Regions from separate parts of the Hordeum vulgare genome. Here region 1 is linked to region 2. Evidence: chromatin contacts called from public Hi-C data. All regions are on one chromosome and are shown on one strand. The core of a region is the stretch at or near the end of the contact, and the rest is flanking DNA. Distances in the headings are between cores, read along the strand shown.

Region 1 (5,987 bases), core at 3,158-5,657, 92 kb after region 2:
TCTGAAGATCCTGCAGATATCAACACCTGGGTGTTTGACTGGATGACGCAAAACACACACTACAAGGCTCCTACCACTGAGCTACTGCGTGAACTACCAGTATCAATTCTCTCAGAGGAGGCTGTGAAGCTTTATGATGAGCGTGAGCTGTCCAACAAGATGATGGAAGTCCCCATGAAGCCTTTGGCTAAAGGGAAACCACCGAGAAAAACCTTCCTCATCCTTGAGCTCAAATATGAACCAAGGACTGTTCGGAAAATCCTCTGCAGCGTTCTTGCGCCGATCAAGGGCCACGATGATGAAGAAGATGTCGTAGGCCTCATGAAGAATATCCTCTTCAACATCATTCATGGTATTCCTATCAACATACATGATTTCTTCTTGAGGACTTTGGCCGACAATGCAATGTGTCCTTTTGACCACAAGATATATGCTCCATGGATCATGAGCTTCATCAGGACAAGGACATGCATCAACTTGTCATGCTGATTTCAACAACCATATTGGTTATATGCCTCCTATCAGGGTCAACGAGAAGACTTTTGAGCCAGTTGAAGGAAAAGGCAAGTCTGTTATTGATGAAGGTCGTAGGCCCCTTGATGGCCAGTTCAGAGAGCCCGAAGCATATTCTTCATGAGATGATACTGAGACTCATCCTCCAAGCCCTATTGCTCCTCGTGTCCTGAATACCAAAGAGCTTCTTCTCAGTCTTCACCAGAAGGTGGATCGGAATCACAAGTGGGTCAAACTCCAGTTCGGCGCCATTGTGAAAACCCTCAATGAAACACAGAATGCTGTGAAGCTTAACCATCATTACCTTCATGAGGTTTTTGATCACACCTGGGCTACACTTGCTCATCTGAAGACTCCGGCAGAACTTGAAGAACTGGAGTTTGAGTGAGACTTTGACTGGTCGTGGCCACCCAAGAAGAAATTCAGGCCAATTCCAGTTCCAGACCTCGAGGACAGTACTTTTTCTTCATTCCGCACTGCTGAATCTGATGAAGAACAACAAGACATTGCCACCGGTCCAAGGAAGAAGACTGCTCCCAAGAATCCTCACGCGTCTTCATCAACTGCCAAGGAGTGAAGCCTTCACGGACGTTAGTCCTCAGTTTGTCCCTTTTTGTCACTTGATGACAAAGGGGGAGAAACTTGAGAGTTAGTCTTCACGCGAGATATTTTGGGGCTTATGAACTATATTTAAGTTACAAACTCTCGGCTCTTCTGAAGTGTTTTATGTAATGAGTTGTAACTTAAGCCCGATGGTACTCTGACGCTTTTGAACGTTTTTCTTCGCATGCTTATTCCTCAAAATTTTAATGCACGCATGCTGGAATTCGTCAGATACCATTTGTCATCATGCATCTTCAATTTCTTCATACTATAAGTCATATGTATGCATGATTTACAAGACTCAGGGGGAGATCTCCATGATATAAATCATCAATGTGCATTTGTTGTGAAAAGCAAAATCCTCAAGATATGCACATCTTCAGGGGGAGTCTCTCTGAATCTTGATTTCAAATTCCTCAAATGAGTATTTACACTTCATATTTTTTATCCCTGTTGAAGACTTAACCTAATTGTCATCAACCACCAAAAAGGGGGAGATTGTAAGTGCATCTAGTGCCCCTTAGTGATTTTGGTGGTATGAAGACTTATAGGATAAGTATCTAATGTGTTCATGAGTGTACACAGGATCTATAAGTCGCTGAGGAGTTTGAAATATTCGATGAATATCGACCCCTAAAAATGTATATCTTCGGTTGAAGAAATTGGTCTGAAGCTGAAGATTTGAATCGTGAAGAATTTGCGATGAAATTGATATTCCTCATGAAGATATAGAAATTGAGGAATTCGGTGTGTCCTGAAGAAAATCATTCTGAAGACTTTGAAGCATGAAGATTTACTCTTTCTGTTTTGTTTTCTTCACACTTGAGTAATAGGAACACCGTACTGTTAAAGGGGGTTGAGGTAACACATTGGAATGAATTTCCTCATGATGCGCTCAACCCAAGCCTAATCCTACCAAAAGCCTCAAGTGAGGAATATGAGTGACATGAGGACTCTCACAGTTGAGGGTCCCGACCGTTTCGATAGCCCCCCCCCCCACATCATTGGTCTTATCCACACCAACGGTCATATCATTTAAGGGCATTAGTGTCAAATCATGTCGGTATGCTCCCAGGCTATAAATAGCCACCCCCACAACCATTAGCTGGTTGGCTGCTCCGTTAGAAACTGACACTTGTCATAAGAACAACCCAAATTCCTCAGAGTCTTCGAGAGTAATTCATGAGTGAGGAAATACCCCAAACACCAAACCACAAACCGAAAACCAAGTGATTGAGCATCATTGAAGAAGTTGTTCCTGTGTGGGACTGAAGCCCTTTACCTTTGAGGACTGTGCATCCTCCAGATGGTTAGGCGTCATGGTCTAGAGCAATCCAGCAGTCAATTGTGGATCGCCGGGTGACCAAGTTTGTGAGGGTTTGGAAGTCTTCCCTGAAGACTTACCACGAGTGTTGGGCGAGGACTGTGTGTTCTTAGCCCAAGGAGAATACGGTAGGGACTGTGTGTCCCGGGACTGTGTGTCTTTTGGTTTCAATACCAAGCCGCTCCAAACCAGATGTACAACTGTCACAACAGTTGGAACTGGGTCATCAACTACTGTCTTCGCCGTGAAACGGGTTCTAATTCCTCAACTCTTTACATTCCTCAGATTATGTGTTGATGATTTTCACTGTCACTGTTTGAAGAATTTCCTGAAGACTTTCTCTAAATTTCCTCAACCCCAAATTCTTCACGCTAGTTATTCCTCATCTGTTTTCTTCGTGCCTGCTCACTATGCAATCTGTTTTCACATTCCTCATACTGAAAAACTGCTGTAGTGAAACTTTGTACTCCTGATCCTTTACTGTTTCCGCTGTAAGTTAGTCATCAGTGAGGAATTTCCTCAAAAGGAATTTCCTCAGTGATGAAATTCTAAAAATCTCCTATTCACCCCCTCTAGTCGATATAACGCACTTTCAAGAGCCACTGCACAAGAGTTGAAGACGCTGATTCCTAACCCAGCGAAGGGCATGGTGGCAGTTAACATCATTCGCTGGGCCATGAATCAGGCCGTCTCTGACGACGCTAAACAAAGGAAGAGGTGGTCCAAGTACAAGAACTACTCGACTCCTAATAACCGCCGTGCCGCAGTGTACTGGGAGACAACAATCGTGCCACCGGCGGTCATCGGTGGGGAGCCTAAGGAGGAGGAAGAACCGGTGCAGATGCCAGTCAGGGCGTGGGAGGCAGGCCGTTGTAGCTGGCAGATCGACCTCGACTCCACCGAGGACGACGATGACCCGCCGCCCCGCACGGTGATGGACAAGAAAATGAAGGCTAGCCACTTGAGCCGCCGCTCTGTACGCCTCAACGTCCGCCGCGGTTAGCCAGTGTCTGTTGTGTACTCCCAATCCCCCAATTCCCCTTCTACTCGATCCGCATCTACCTCCATTCCGATCTTGCATGAACTAGTATGAACTCGTATGAACTAGTATGAAGTGCCATCCTTATCTACCTCTATTCCCCATTCCCCTCTCTGCGTGGATCGAATCTACCGCCGGATCGAACGCAAAAAAGTAGTGCATGACGAACAGAAAAGTGCTTACCACCATTGCCGCGGGCCAGGTGATGATCTGCTCGCCGATGATGGAGTCCGGTGGTCTTCTTGCTCTCCTCCGATCCACCGCCGTCGGTGAGAGTTGGGAGAGTGGGGAGAGGGAGCGGTGAGGGGCGCTGGGGCTAATAACTGCCGACGCTTCGGGAAGCAACGCGGCTACTCGAGAGTGGCCGCGCGCTTGCAACCGCCGCAGCCCACGTGCACCGCTCGGACCTGGCCCTGGAGAAACTGCCGATTCGAGCGTTCCCAGGGAGCCAAGCCCAGGAGTGCTTTAAACATCGTGCCATGTAGGCCCAACAGTGTATGCAGCTAACCAAACAGTCCGCTTTCTTCCCGCGCGGGCCTGGTTAGGCCTCATGCAGGCAACCAAACGCGCCCGTAGTGCCTCGTCGAACGGAGTCGCCTCACTTCAGATATAGGGCCCTCCGCGCCGAGTCGCAAGGGCGGAGCAACACATGCCCCATCACGAGGGCTTGTCCGACACAAGGTTTCGACAACGACGAGGGAGGGGAGGAGATTGGGGGAGCCGTTGGCGACGGCACTAGGGTTCACCCCCAAGGGAGGGGGCGACACGGGGTACGAGATTAGGGGGTTAGAGCGTTATCTGCAGACTGAATAGCAAATACAGTATATATATATATACCTATTCGAATGGCTGTCATCAAGTTGCACACCAAATCAATTTGTCAATCCCCTAGAAGAATTCTCCTTTCCCAACACAGTTGACCCTGATCCATTTGGGAAAGCCGTAGCTTTCAGGGCAGCACCAACCTCCCTCTTCGGGCCGCTTCCAACATCACGGCGAGAGGAGCTTCCAACATCACGGCGAGAGGAGCTTCCCCACGCCCCCACTTTCCCACTGCCTCCCTATGGACCCGCCGTGGTCCCGGCCCACGAGGCATCCACCCATATAACCAGAAACAAACAGCCTTCCCGCACACTGTCACACCAGCTCCGGAGTCCCCTTGCCTCCACGGCGCGGCGCTCCTCCTCTCCTCTCCCGCCGTCTCCGCCTCACGGGCGCGCCCGAGCTCGAATCGCCGCCGGCCCAACCGGGAGCGCGCGCAAGCGGACGCGAGGTTGAGCCGTCATGGAGCCCGACGACGAGCGGGAGCGGGCGCTGGCGCCGCAGCGGAAGGGGATATCCTACAGCCAGCCGCTCTCGCGGGACGCGGTGGCGCAGGCGGCGTACGCGCGCCACGCCGCGCTCAGCTCGCACAGCCTCGACGACGACCCCATCGCCTCCGCCTCGGCGCACCGCCACGACCCCGCGCGCAGCGTGTCGTACCCCCACCAGCTCCCGCCCCACCACCGCCACAGCCGCGGCGGCGAGTCCATGTACCTACACGCCGCCTCCTTCAGCGGCGGCCCCGGCGCCGGCGCGGTGACGCTGGAGCGGGCCGTGGCGACGTCGGAGCACGGGGGCGCGGCCGGCAGGGGCGCACTGCAGGAGTTCGTCGGCGCGGGCGGGGGCGAGGGCATCTTCCGCGTGCCGCTGCGCGCAGCCATGCACCCTGGCCGCCCGCCGGCGCTCGAGGTGCGGCCCCACCCGCCGCGGGAAACGCAGGTGTGCTCCTTCCTGCGGACGCTCGCGTGCGAGCCGCAGCTTCGCCAGCTGTGGGCAGGGACCGAGTCCGGGGTTCGGGTGTGGGGCCTCGACGAGCTGTTCGCCGGGAGCGTCGCGGGGGCGCGCCGGGGAGACGAGGAGACCGCGCCGTTCACGGAGTCCGTGCCCGCGCCGCCAGCGCTCTGCGTCGCGTTGGACAGCGCGAACAAGCTCGTGTGGACGGGCCACAAGGACGGGAGGATCCGGGCGTGGCGCATGGACCTCGCCGCGGCGCCGGCGGCTGCAGCGGATGGTGGCGAGAATGCGCCCATGTTCAAGGAGGCCCTGTCGTGGCAGGCGCACAGCCGCACCCCGGTGCTCTCCATGGTCGTCACATCATACGGTGAGAAGCTCGCTTCCTTGTTCACCCCTAGCAATTTTAGCAATTTTGGTTTTCAACGGCTGCTTTGAGCAAAAGCAAAGATACGAGGACCATTCGGCACGAATTGTGAGCTATATAAAAAACAATGAACAATACTACTGTATATGAGCCATGAGCACAATCTGGTAAGATAACTGGAAATGCACAATTTAGACGATTTTACGTGACCGCGAAATGCTCACATTAGCTAATTTTACATCACTGCCAAGTCCTAACTTGGCAATAGCACTTTTGGCACATTTACACCTTTGTACTTTAGGCTGGAGAAGTTTTGGACGGTAGAGTTAGCCTTTCTTATAAAGAATAAAATTAACTTTTCCCCATAC
Region 2 (5,769 bases), core at 2,238-4,737:
TCAATACATGCGTGATTGGAAAACTCACGTGAAACTGTAAAATGATTTGGTTGAGCATATGTGGGCTCATGTTGGCAACCAATAGATTTATCTTCTTTTATTCGTTAGCAAAACTATGTACGAACTATGTGAGACGTTTTTATTTTTATTCGGCTTGTAAAACTATGATATTTTTGATCCAAACTATGAAAATCATGCAAAATAGGGAGGCCAGTCGGCCACGCCGGCACATATGGGTCGGCGCGTTGGGCGCGCTGCCGACCCATATCTAAAACAGGGCGGACGTCGTGCTGGCGGCCGACCCAAAACAGAAAAAAAAAACGGACGAAATCGTTGTCCGTTTGGGTCGGGCCATTGAAATTGCTCTTAGACAGACCTAGGGATGCACGTCACTTGTCATGAACACCCAAGCTCCATGCGTGCTTCTTCTTGCCAATCAAATCCTACTCCAAGGGTGTGTTTGGTTGGAGAACCAACTATCATGGAATGGAATGGTTCCATTCCAGAGGAACGGGTCGGTTCTGTTTCTGTGTTTAGTACGAGCAAAAAAGTGGAACGGGATGGTTCCGTTCGATTGTTTGGTTGGGAGGCATGGAATGAAAAATGAAAGGGAAAGGGCCGGCGGCGACGCAACAGAGAGGAAGGGAGAGGGCCGGCGGCGCGGCGCGGCAGCAGAGAGGGAGGGGGCCGACGGCGCGGCGCGGCAGCAGAGAGGGAGGGGGCCGAGCGCCGCGGGGGCCGAGGGCGCGGCGGCCCCGGCGATGGCGCGCGCGGCGGCGAGTCCGGGTCGCGCACCCGGCGCAGCGCGGCGGCGACGAGGGCGGGGCGGCCCCAGCGATGGCGCGCGCGGCGGCGAGTCCGGGTCGCGCACCGGGCGCAGCACGGCGGCGACGAGGGTGCGGCGGCCCCGGCAATGGCGCGCGCGGCGGCGACGGGCCTAGGCACGAGCGGCGCCACGGCGTCGCGCGGGTGGGCGGCGACGAGCAGCGCGAGCAGGCGCAGCGAGTGGCGCCGCAGCGGCGCCTTGTCCGTGGCAGAGGGCGGCGATGAAGACGGGCAGCTCGAGCGGTGCAGCTGGGGAAGGAGGAGACGAGTTGCGCGAGACGAGCCGTTCCGTGTGATTCCGTCAATTTCATGGTATTAGCACGTTCCAGATCTGAGTGCAATATTCCCTAAAATGAAATGAGTGGGTTATGTTCCAGTTGGTAAACCAAACGTAGGAATGAGGACTAGAAATGGATCCGACCCGTGACATTCCAGCCGATGACACCAAGGAAACACACCCCAAGATATCCTCGAGAGGATCTTGTTGGTGCCGCCCCCGATTCTTTTATTGGGTCGGCAGGCACCCTGAGACTTGACGAGTACGTCAGCTAGCTGATCGTTTATTTCCGTGGATGCGCCAAACTGTCGATGCCACAGCACCGACCTTTCATCAGTATATAAGGGCAGGTCCAGCACGATGAATTCGGTTCGCGTGATGGTGATCCGGATGGTTTTTCGTAGGAGATAAGAAGATATATATATCGTGGGTTGACAAATGAGCAAATATGTTGTTTCCCCTCCGAAAGCAGAATGGAATGAGGAACATACATACGATCTGCGGGAGCTGAACAGGATCACGTACGCTGTTGAGTGCACGTAATCGTCCTCCACGCTGGCCTGGTCAACTGCTACAGCGGCACAGCACCATTTCGCTGGCTGATTCGCGTTCCCTTTTATAGTCTAGCAAAAAGGGGCTGTTTGTCCGTACCAACCCGGCACAAACTCCATTTTGGGTGGCACGTGGACGTATGAACGATACAGGAGTCTCCATTGAACGAAGTTGTATACTCGCATAGATCGATCACGCTACGCCGCCATCGTATCCCCGCACAAGGCCGCCGTGTGTTTGTACATGCGACCGGCGGTCACCAAACAAGGCAATGCAAACGACACGGGAGACGCCTGGTGACGAAGCCGGTGCTGCCCGCGAGAGAGACAAAGTGACATCCTCAAATCAGGGTAAAATTAGAAAACAAGTGCCATCCGAATCCTGGAACCCACAGCGCGCGCGGGCGCTGAGCCGTGCGTTGTCGATTGCAGCAGACAAAACGCGGGCGCTCCCCGTCGCCGTCGCCTGTGGGCGGGGGCGGTCGAGTGGCCCGTGCGGCACCAGGTGGCGCGGGTAGTTGGGACCGCTCCACCCACCTCCTCATCCTGCCGCCCGCGAGACGGCGAGCCGAGGGCGACGCTCTCGCTTCCGTTGGCTAGAGCTACAGCTTCGGGCGGCGACGATAGGTACGTCCCTCGGGTCAGTCTCGCTGCCGCCCGGCACCGTACCGTGCCGCGGCGCACGGCTGAGGCAGCAACAGCAAGGCTCGTGCCGTCTCTGCCGTACCTCGTACGTGGTGGTGGCGCGGTGGCGCCGTACATCTGTTAGGCGATGAGTGAAGTCTGTTTTTAACCTTGAGGTTGTAGAGCACGACGGAAATGAACCTTCACATCTAAATACCTGAAATCTATATCCTATAATTATTGATCCCGGTTATTATAAACCCCAGATCCATTTGGCGCACTGGAAAAATAACAATCCCGAACGGGATCAGTCTCCGCTGTCACTGACCACCCGGGCCCATACATCATACCCATCTTCCATCTTCCAATTTGCATCTGCCCCAGACGCTGCATCCAGCGCCAAAGCACGACCACTGGTCAGATGAGACCCCTGTTGCTCCCAACGTCATCGTGCACCGTATGGGACTCAAGTCCTTATCCGCTGCCGCTATCTCGGTCGTGTCGCCCAGGCCGAAAACACAGAGTAAGGTGGACGAACGACATCAGGGAGAGGAGAATGGAGTCGCCTAGTTCACGATGCTGCAGCGATCTGAAGCTGGGCTTGCGCCGTTGCGCGCGAGCTCAAGGTCCAGTGACCAGTGCTACCGCCGAACCTCGCGTACGCCTGCGTCTTCACCGTGATGGGCATGCAGCACAGCTTGTTGGTTTTAAATCTCTAGCTCGTATCCCATAAGAAGCAAGTCACGTACAAGTGCAAAGCTAGCTAAGCAAGCTGCTGGATTGATTTTGCAGCAGCTTAGCATGACGTCGGTCTGGAGCTGTTCTGAGCCGGCAGCGGAAGCGAGGAAAGAAGTTGTTCTTAGCTCGAAGTTCTTGTCAGGGTCGTCAGTTATCCGCTGCCACTGCGCCTTGACTATTCTCGAGGAAAGAAGATGGAGGCTAGGAGATAGAAGAAAGGCAGATTGAGGACATGTGGGCCCATGTGGACAGTAAGAGAAGCGACCGATCCTGACCGGGATTGTCCTTGCACACAGGTATAGGATCCATTTAGGGTTTAGATTAACCAAGATCGATAAGTACAGGGTATCAACTTCAAGAATTTAAACGTGAGGGTTCATTTGTATCAGAGTCTACAATCAGCTAGGCATATCGCTCCCTATTGCTGGTCGTCGGGTAGTCGATCGGGTCAAGTGATGGGGCTTCCCCCTTTGCCGTCTGTGCGAGACACGTCCGGGTGATTCCTCGGCCTATGTCTAGGCCGGCACGCCTAGGGCTGAGCTACGGCCGGATACAAAAACGCTCCGCTGTCGAACGCCGGTTAAGATATCGTTGTTAGGGCAAGTACAATGGTATAGCCAGCTGCTCGCTATAAGCCATTGTCATGTCATCTATAGCACATCTTATAGTCAACATGTACAATAGTTCATTGTAAAAGTGTATTATTTTTTATTATATGGTTCATCTTTCATACTCATAAAATGCCTAGGAGCACGTGCTAGAGCTGGCTCTTAGCTAAGAGTCCGCTTACCTTTTTTCTCCTCTTCTCTTTCCTCTAACTAAATAAAAATATATTACTTTATTTCTTATAGCCAGCTGACTCACTTCTATTGCTTAAGTCTACGACGCGGCGCAACGGTGGTGTTCCTTCCATGCACAACGTTCCACTGTAGACGCTCTTAGGTGTTGCTTCTCATTCACTCATGCACTTCTTTCGTTTCTCTTTTGGCGTGCAGAGGAGACCAGGGAGAGATCCCGATTGCTCGATCCAACCCAACTCAACGGACCATGCGCTGTCACGCGCGTCGGCGGTCTGTGGACGTGAACCCAACGGGACCGAGAAACATTTCGAGCAGCATTATTTGAAGAGACAACTATAATTATTTTCAAGATACTTCTATTTAATTCCCAGGTGATTGATTGATGTGAGCGGGCGTACGCTCTTGCATAAATCATCACTCAATAATGCCAACCATCTTTTCCACAAAAAAGTAAATAAAGAAGAGAAACTTTTGCCTTCAACTGACGGATCGCACGCGAGCAATCCGCCGCCCTTCTCAATGTACATATGTTTATTTTTTTTCTATAACGTTACGTGTGTTGTAAAATTATCTTCCGCAACGTATGTGTTAAAAAAATAAAGACCAAATAAACGATAAATATTTTTTGTAACATTATTTGTGTTGCAATTTAATTCCCGCAACAACACTCATATTACAAAAAACATAAATTTTGTTGCAAAGTATTTTTACAACATTCCTCATTGCAATGTACTTCTTCCGTTTCTAACCTTTTAGAGATTGTACTATAAACTACATACGGATGTACATAAACATATTTTAAAGTATAGATTCACGCATTTTCCTCCGTACGTAGTCTCCTAGTGAAATACCTAAAAGGTCTTATATTTTAGAACGGAGGGAGTATTTCCGTAACACTGTCCTTGTTACAAAAATAAGAATGATGTTGGACACTGAATAGCTGTACATCTGCCGCGCTGCCCAATAATAATGCCACCATCTTCCTCACGTCAATACAACGTCATATATAGGCAGCTCAAATAATAGCACAAGCGACCACATGCAGCGCACCACAGAAACCTCTGACCACGAGTGAGTACTCCCTCCGTTTTTAAATATAAGTCTTTTAAGATATTTCATTAAAAGTCTACATACGAAGCAAAATGAGTGAATCTACACTCTAAAGTACTCCCTCCGTTCCAAAATATAAGACCTTTTAGAGATTTCACTAGAAGACTACATACGGAGCAAAATGAGTGAATCTATACTTTAAAATATGTCTATGTACATCCATATGTAATTCATAGTGCAATCTCTAAAAGGTCTTATATTTAGGAACGGAGAGAGTATTTCTATATACATCCGTATGTAATCCACTAATGAAACATCTTTAAAGACTTATATTTAAGAAAGGAGGGAGTAGATGGTAAATTGGTAAGTCAGAAGCACAAAGGGGTGCACTTCGTGGTAAAAAAAAGTTGGCTGGCTGTAGACGCTAGTGCGCGACGATTTGCCACTAGGGACCGGATCAGATCTTCTCTCGGCTAGAAAGCCAGCCAGCCAGGCAGCCAACCCACTGCTGTGTGGTCACGATGCAACCATGTGACTGATGCCTATCTATGCCGTGCCTCTTGTGTACGATGAAGTCATGCTACTTTTGACAATGCTCTCTTCTTTCCCTTGGGATAGAAGCGATCCGGGGAAGCATGCAGGTCGTAATCCCATGCCTTTATGTTGGCCGGCACCTGCACCGCCTCCCGACTAGGACGATTTGACGGCGATTACATTACGTTAAACTTACCGATTGCCGAAGAAGATCGTGGACATCTGTTAAGATAATAAGATCCAGCCCGTGTACCCAGGTCCATCATCGTGCGCAACCGAAAGAAGAGGGGGCGGGAGGAAAAGGTTAATAAACGGACCGTCGTGCGTGCCCACCACGAAATGGGCGATCGGGTCCCCCTCGGTGCTCGTA

What was found. A called contact is a pair of places that touch in the nucleus more often than the background predicts.
Region 1: a contact with region 2 is called in a Hi-C map of seedling, with 5 times the contacts expected there. The contact joins the promoter of LOC123408301 here to the enhancer-like site in region 2. A contact is called at or near these places in 3 of 6 Hi-C or Micro-C datasets (leaf and seedling) and 1 of 1 datasets of contacts at active chromatin or transcription factors (embryo).

The regions. Positions count from the first base shown.
Region 1 is chr7H:192,482,137-192,488,123 of MorexV3_pseudomolecules_assembly, forward strand. LOC123408301 (type II inositol polyphosphate 5-phosphatase 15-like) reads left to right here and starts at 4,408. Exons shown (of 11, transcript XM_045101436.1): 1 at 4,408-5,622. The coding sequence starts at 4,764.
Region 2 is chr7H:192,391,449-192,397,217 of MorexV3_pseudomolecules_assembly, forward strand. No RefSeq gene overlaps it. Among protein-coding and RNA genes, the nearest start is that of LOC123408301, 92 kb to the right of the region's middle. Within about 2 kb of position 3,488, at least 3 of the 3 cell types and tissues checked have open chromatin away from gene starts, as enhancers often do. A contact at or near this core is called in leaf and seedling, where this site is marked.